Regions from separate parts of the Mus musculus genome. Here region 2 is linked to region 1. The links are chromatin contacts, called in public promoter capture Hi-C maps. All regions are on one chromosome and are shown on one strand. Each heading gives the region's core, a stretch centred on a gene start, on an enhancer-like site or on the middle of the called end of the contact. The rest is flanking DNA. Distances are from core to core; before and after follow the strand shown. Region 1 holds the start of Cdc42se1 (CDC42 small effector 1). Region 2 holds the start of H4c14 (H4 clustered histone 14).

The links. Promoter capture Hi-C pulls out the DNA fragments that hold promoters and counts their contacts.
Region 2: a contact with region 1 is called in a promoter capture Hi-C map of pre-B cells, with 3 times the contacts expected there. The contact joins the promoter of H4c14 here to the promoter of Cdc42se1 in region 1. A contact is called at or near these places in 2 of 39 promoter capture datasets (cranial neural crest and pre-B cells), 2 of 484 Hi-C or Micro-C datasets (the G1E-ER4 cell line and uterus), 3 of 115 datasets of contacts at active chromatin or transcription factors (embryonic forebrain, microglia and regulatory T cell precursor) and 2 of 9 other capture datasets (adipose tissue and liver).

What each region holds. Positions count from the first base shown.
Region 1 is chr3:95,226,976-95,229,774 of GRCm38.p6, reverse strand. Cdc42se1 (CDC42 small effector 1) reads right to left here and starts at 1,351. Exons shown (of 5, transcript NM_172395.3): 1 at 910-1,351. Mllt11 (myeloid/lymphoid or mixed-lineage leukemia; translocated to, 11) reads left to right here and starts at 1,098. Exons shown (of 2, transcript NM_019914.4): 1 at 1,098-1,691.
Region 2 is chr3:96,261,965-96,264,763 of GRCm38.p6, reverse strand. H4c14 (H4 clustered histone 14) reads left to right here and starts at 1,447. Exons shown (of 1, transcript NM_033596.3): 1 at 1,447-1,830. The coding sequence starts at 1,460. The coding sequence ends at 1,771.

The DNA of each region.
Region 1 (2,799 bases), core at 102-2,601:
CCAGGAGGGATCAGGGACAAAAGCGCAGAAAGCCACATCCTTGACAGGAGGGCCCCTCTCACTTCCACCAGAAACCCAGAACTTGAAATGACAAACCCTAAACCACCGTCATCGTCCCGGTGGGCCTTACACACTTCAGAGCTGTAGAGGGGCGAGCAGGAGAGAGGTGGGGAGGAAGGATGTACACAGGTAGTTCCCCGAGCCTGTGGTAGCCCCAAACCGGTTCTCCCGGTCCCGCTGCCTCCGGCCCCAAGGCCTCCCTCTCCAACCCGCTGTCTGACAAGCCTTCACAAGAAGCAAGAAGCAGCTGGAGAGAAAGAGACTTGAGAATCGTGTGGGCAAATTCTGGCTATAAGCCCGGGGATGCAGCTGGTCCCTGTGTGGAGACCCTCCAAACATAGCGGGCTGCTGAGGGACTCCCAAGAGAGGAATGGGCCCCATTTTCAAACAAGTTACAGATATTTGTCCGAGCACCAACCCTGCCCTAACCCCAGGGAAGGGCTGGGGATACTTAAAAGTTAACAGAAGGAGATCCTAATTTCTTCCCCTCCCCCAATATTCTCCGTCAGACTCCAGCTCCGTCCCCCACCCACTGCGACCCAGGATGGGAACTTCGATGAATTGTACTGGCTCTGTCAATGTTCTCCGTGGCTGCTTCACTCTGGCTTAGACCTTCCGGGGCCCAGCACCACTTCGGATTCTCTAGCACAGCAGATCTCTCAGGTTAGAGGGCCGGCGAGGAGCCCCTGTCGCTTCGCACCTTCCACCCGGCCCCACGCTGCAGTCGCCGCTTCCCTGCCTCTCCGTGGCTTGCGCCGCCCGCGCGTGTACTGTGATCGCGACCTCCCCGCTGCCCTGCCCTCCCCTCCCCGCCGCCCGCGCGCAGCCCGGCTCGCCCGGCGCTCTTACCTGCGGCTCCCCGGCGTCCCCACTGCGGGCGGGGGCTCCGCCACTCCGGGTCCCCTGGCTGCTTCTCGGCACGGCGGGGAGTTGAGGGCGGGCCGGCAGAGGTGGGGCTGGCGGAGGGCGGAAACGCCGGCGACGCGATTACGAAACCCAGGGGCTGAGAGCGGAGCGCAGCGCTCCGCCCAGCTTCGGGGCGCACGGCGTGGCCCGCGGGGACAGCGGCAAGCACCGCGCTCGGGGACAACCGCGGCACCCCAACTGTCTGTGCTAGTCTGTCCACCTGCTGCAGGCGCTGAGAGGACGATGCGCTGGGGCCCTTTCTGAGTCTCCCAAAGTCCCCTTTAGTCCTTACAGTGGGAAAGGAGGGCCATTCTGTTGTTTAACCGGAAGACTTTTTAACCCATACATCTAAGTTAGAGGACAATTAACTGCTCAGCCATGCGCTCCAGTCAGCACGAGGGTACTTGGAGAGGTGGGGGTGCGGTGCGAGCCGACGGAGAGGCTCTACGGTGGATAGCGTGTTCCGGAACCTATCCCTCGAATTAGCCGAGTCAGGCAGAGAGGGGGCGGGGAGTGCTTCCGCCCTTGCTAGGAGGGGCTGCATTGCAGGGGAGACCCAGCGGCAGATTCTGTCACAGACGAGGGAGAAGGCGTGAGGAGACAAAGCCGTCACATCCGCGACAGCTTCCTTCAGCAGCCTCCTCCTCTCCAGTCCAGAGCCGACCCCCGAGCCCCTGAGGCATCCCTTCCGTCTTCGGAACACCCTAGTCATTCATTGCTAACAGGTAACCAAGACGAGGGACCGCTTCTTAAGCTTGAAAGACCCCGTGTGAGACCGAGGTGGGGGGCAGTTTAAGAGGAGAGAAGGGGGCGCTATGAACAATGGGTTACTATTCGTTACCAGATTTTTTATCTGTTAAGATCTCCATCCATGCCTTACCATGGACCTAGGCATTCATTTCTAGCACTTTACCTGTAATCATCTCTCGGCATTTAGCTCTTCATTTCATGTATTCATTTTCCTATAATTTTTGCCCTGTGCATCTAATGGCTTCTGTCTAGTGTCTAGTTATCTATATCTTCCTTTTCAAGCTATAATTTCTGCTACCAGTTATTTGGTGAATCTTTATTCCTACTGTAATTATTGTAGCCTCTACTCCCTTGTATTTCTATCCCCCTCGATTTTCTGTCTCTTGTAGGGAGGTTTGGGGAGTAGGGTACTTTTTTTTTTTTTTAAACATGAGATGCTATTGAGAGTGATTGGAACCTTTAACAATCTCCTCCCTATCTCAGATTTTTGCTCCAAAGAGGCTTTAGGTGGGACAGGTGGGAGCCATTGTGGGATTGCCCGATGGCATGCTGCAATCAGTGTAGCTCACAGGAACTACTTATGACAGCAGATTTGTCTTTGCAGCTCCTCCTAGAAAAAGGGGAGGATTGTGGCTAATAGGAAAATCCTAGAGCAACATGAGAAATACCAGGAAGCCTCCATTTTCATCCACCACCATCCCTCCTTAGACTGCATGGTGGCAGCATGACACAGCAAGGCCCTGTGGATTAGGCCTTGAATGCTCTTGGGGGGATCTGGACAAAGGGTATTTGGGTGTGTCCAGGTAGTTTAAAGAAAGTGTATCTTTTAAATGTGTGTATCTACTAATCATTTTATCTCTAAGAATAGACAATGAAAATTTAGAAGTTACTCTGCATAAAATAACTGGGTGGCATTTACTGAGCAAATATGTCAATTTTCACCATCCAGAGCCCTTAGGATAAGCAAAAATAGATAAAATGATGGGTGAAGAGCATTTAGGGAAAGAAAGGGGACGATAGCTGAAGAGCAGCCGGTCTTTTTTATTTTAATGCCACATATGCCTTTATGTCTGTTTTCTGGGA
Region 2 (2,799 bases), core at 198-2,697, 1.0 Mb before region 1:
TACAAGGAAAGAGGCAAAGGCAGGAGCTGTCCACCCATAAACAACTATTGAGCCTCTACTGCACTTCACCTTAAAAAGAAAGAAGACACAGAAATCACATCCCATTAGGGACATAGTCAAGGATGTGGAGAAGTCCGCACAATACAGAGATATGAAGCAACACAGCTTCCAGGGGTCGCCATGGGAATGAGAAAACAGCGGCTGCGGGATGGAGAGGCTCTGAATTCTAGGGTGCTAGTTTGGGCATGGAGGCATGTCTACAAACAGGATCTATCCATCAAGAGACGTGTATGACTGCCCAGGGTTACTGGGGTAGGAGGGAGCTCTCTTCCCTCTAAGATCTACAATTCACAGGTCTTAGGTTTAAAACATTTGAGTTGAGAGGGGAGTCTGAGCCCCCAGCCTAAGGTGACTCAAAACCTACATCTATCTACATGTCTGGAGCCAGAAAATCTGGATAGAAAAAAGGTGGTGGTGGTGGTGGTGGGGATTCATGAGCACATATAGATGTTAGAATAAAGGAACAGTCAGAACAAGGCCTATCAGATCACTTTAAAAACAAGTCCCAACCAACCCACTACCGTTCTTTCTGATGCAGAATGCTTTCTCAAGATTCTTCTATGGGTGGCCCTGGGAACGACGGACATACTAGAAGTACAGACTCCAGTTCATTTCCCAGGGCGTCACTGTATAAAGCAGACACACACTTGAAAAAGTGAATTTTAGTCTACTGCATAGTAGAGACAGTTTGGAATAACTGAAAACAAAGGGCGGGCCTCAAAGGACTTGTGGAAACGAGCGTAGCAGCATTCCCGGGCTGCTCGGCTAGTCAGCGGGCCTTTGGGTAGAAGAGCGTGGAAACCCACTGACCTCGGTGAAAAGGATCGGCGGCATCCTCAGTTTTCCTATGATCTAGTTTCTGCTTGATCTGAATAATGTGTCTCTATCAACGAAACAGGCGACTGTACGCAGAAACGCCCGCGACCTTTCCCTTCCACACACATTCCTGGGTCCTCTGCTTTCGATTGTCACGCTGGTTACTGGAACTTTTGCTGCGGTTTTTACCTAACAGGAGCTCCGGGCCCTTCAGTGCAGCGCACTCCCCCCTCATCTCTAACTTTCTCTTTCTCCGGTCTTTTGTCTTTTTAGCGTCAGTGCTTTCTAAAGTCTGTGTTATCTCTAAGTTTTATTTGGAGGAATCTGAATTCTCCGAGGGACTTCGGCACCATAATTAAGAAAATCGAAAATAAAAAAATAAAGGCTTGAGACTGTAAGGAACCGGTAGAGGGCAGAGAAGAGAAAAGAAAAACAGGAAGATGATGCAACATCCAGAGCCCGGATAATTTAGAAAGGTTCCCGCCCGCGCGCTTTCAGTTTTCAATCTGGTCCGATCCTCTCATATATTAGTGGCACTCCACCTCCAATGCCTCACCAGCTGGTGTTTCAGATTACATTAGCCATGTCTGGCAGAGGAAAGGGTGGAAAGGGTCTAGGCAAGGGTGGCGCCAAGCGCCATCGCAAAGTCTTGCGTGACAACATCCAGGGTATCACCAAGCCCGCCATCCGCCGCCTGGCTCGGCGCGGTGGGGTCAAGCGCATCTCCGGCCTCATCTACGAGGAGACCCGTGGTGTGCTGAAGGTGTTCCTGGAGAACGTCATCCGCGACGCAGTCACCTACACCGAGCACGCCAAGCGCAAGACCGTCACCGCTATGGATGTGGTGTACGCTCTCAAGCGCCAGGGCCGCACCCTCTACGGCTTCGGAGGCTAGACGCCGCCGCTTCAATTCCCCCCCCCCCCATCCCTAACGGCCCTTTTTAGGGCCAACCACAGTCTCTTCAGGAGAGCTGACACTGACTTGGGTTGTACAGGTAATAACCGTGGGTTTAGACTCGGTAAGGTAAAGACGCTAGTTTTCCTTGTGACTCAACGCTACTAGGTGTTCCGCTTTTAGAGCCATCCACTTAAGTTTCTATACCACGGCGGATAGATAGCATCCAGCAGGATAGCTCACACTGGGAATTTTAATTCCTACTTAGTGTGTGAGCTGGTTGTCAGGTCAAGAGACTGGCTAAGATTTTCTTTAGCTGTTTGGAGCAGAATTGCAATAAGGAGACCCTTTGGATGGGATGACCTATGTCCACACATCAAATGGCTATGTGGCTGTGTCCCTGTGTTTCCAATGAGTGGCTGTGCTTGACCGGATATTTGGTATTGTTTCTATGGCCCCACAACCCACCTTTTATCCTTCCTCATCTTCCCAAAAGATTTTCTTCAGGCCATGTTAGAAAGCTAGCTGCCTAGATGGAGGTCACGTAACCCTCTGCGCCAAAAGGCTACGTAAGAGAGACCGGGCGTTGTCCTGCTGCTGATTGGCTCAGTGGAAGAGTTAGGCGTATGGCCTCCTGCAGAATAAAGAGCTGGCAGCAGAAGCTTGGGCCGGACAGGCGGGAGACAAGCAGGGACAAGAACGGAACAGGGATTTAAAGAGACACGTGGTGGGACACAGTGGCAAGAAGTCGGTCGGGTTAGGTAGATGGGTTAGCTGAGGGACTGTCTCAGCAAACAGGCCAACAGCTTTATTGTATCCAGATGTCTCCGGTGTCTTTACAATTAAACACCAAGCAGGACCCCCAAAAGTCCTCGCAAAACTCCTCAGTTTAGGCATGGATCTAGGAAATAGTGGACTGGGATCGAAGCTCTGCTGGGATACAATTGCAACGACATTTTAATGTCCCATAACATAAGCAAGCCAGGTGGTGACAGCTATAATCCCAGCAAGTCAGGGAGGAAACAAGG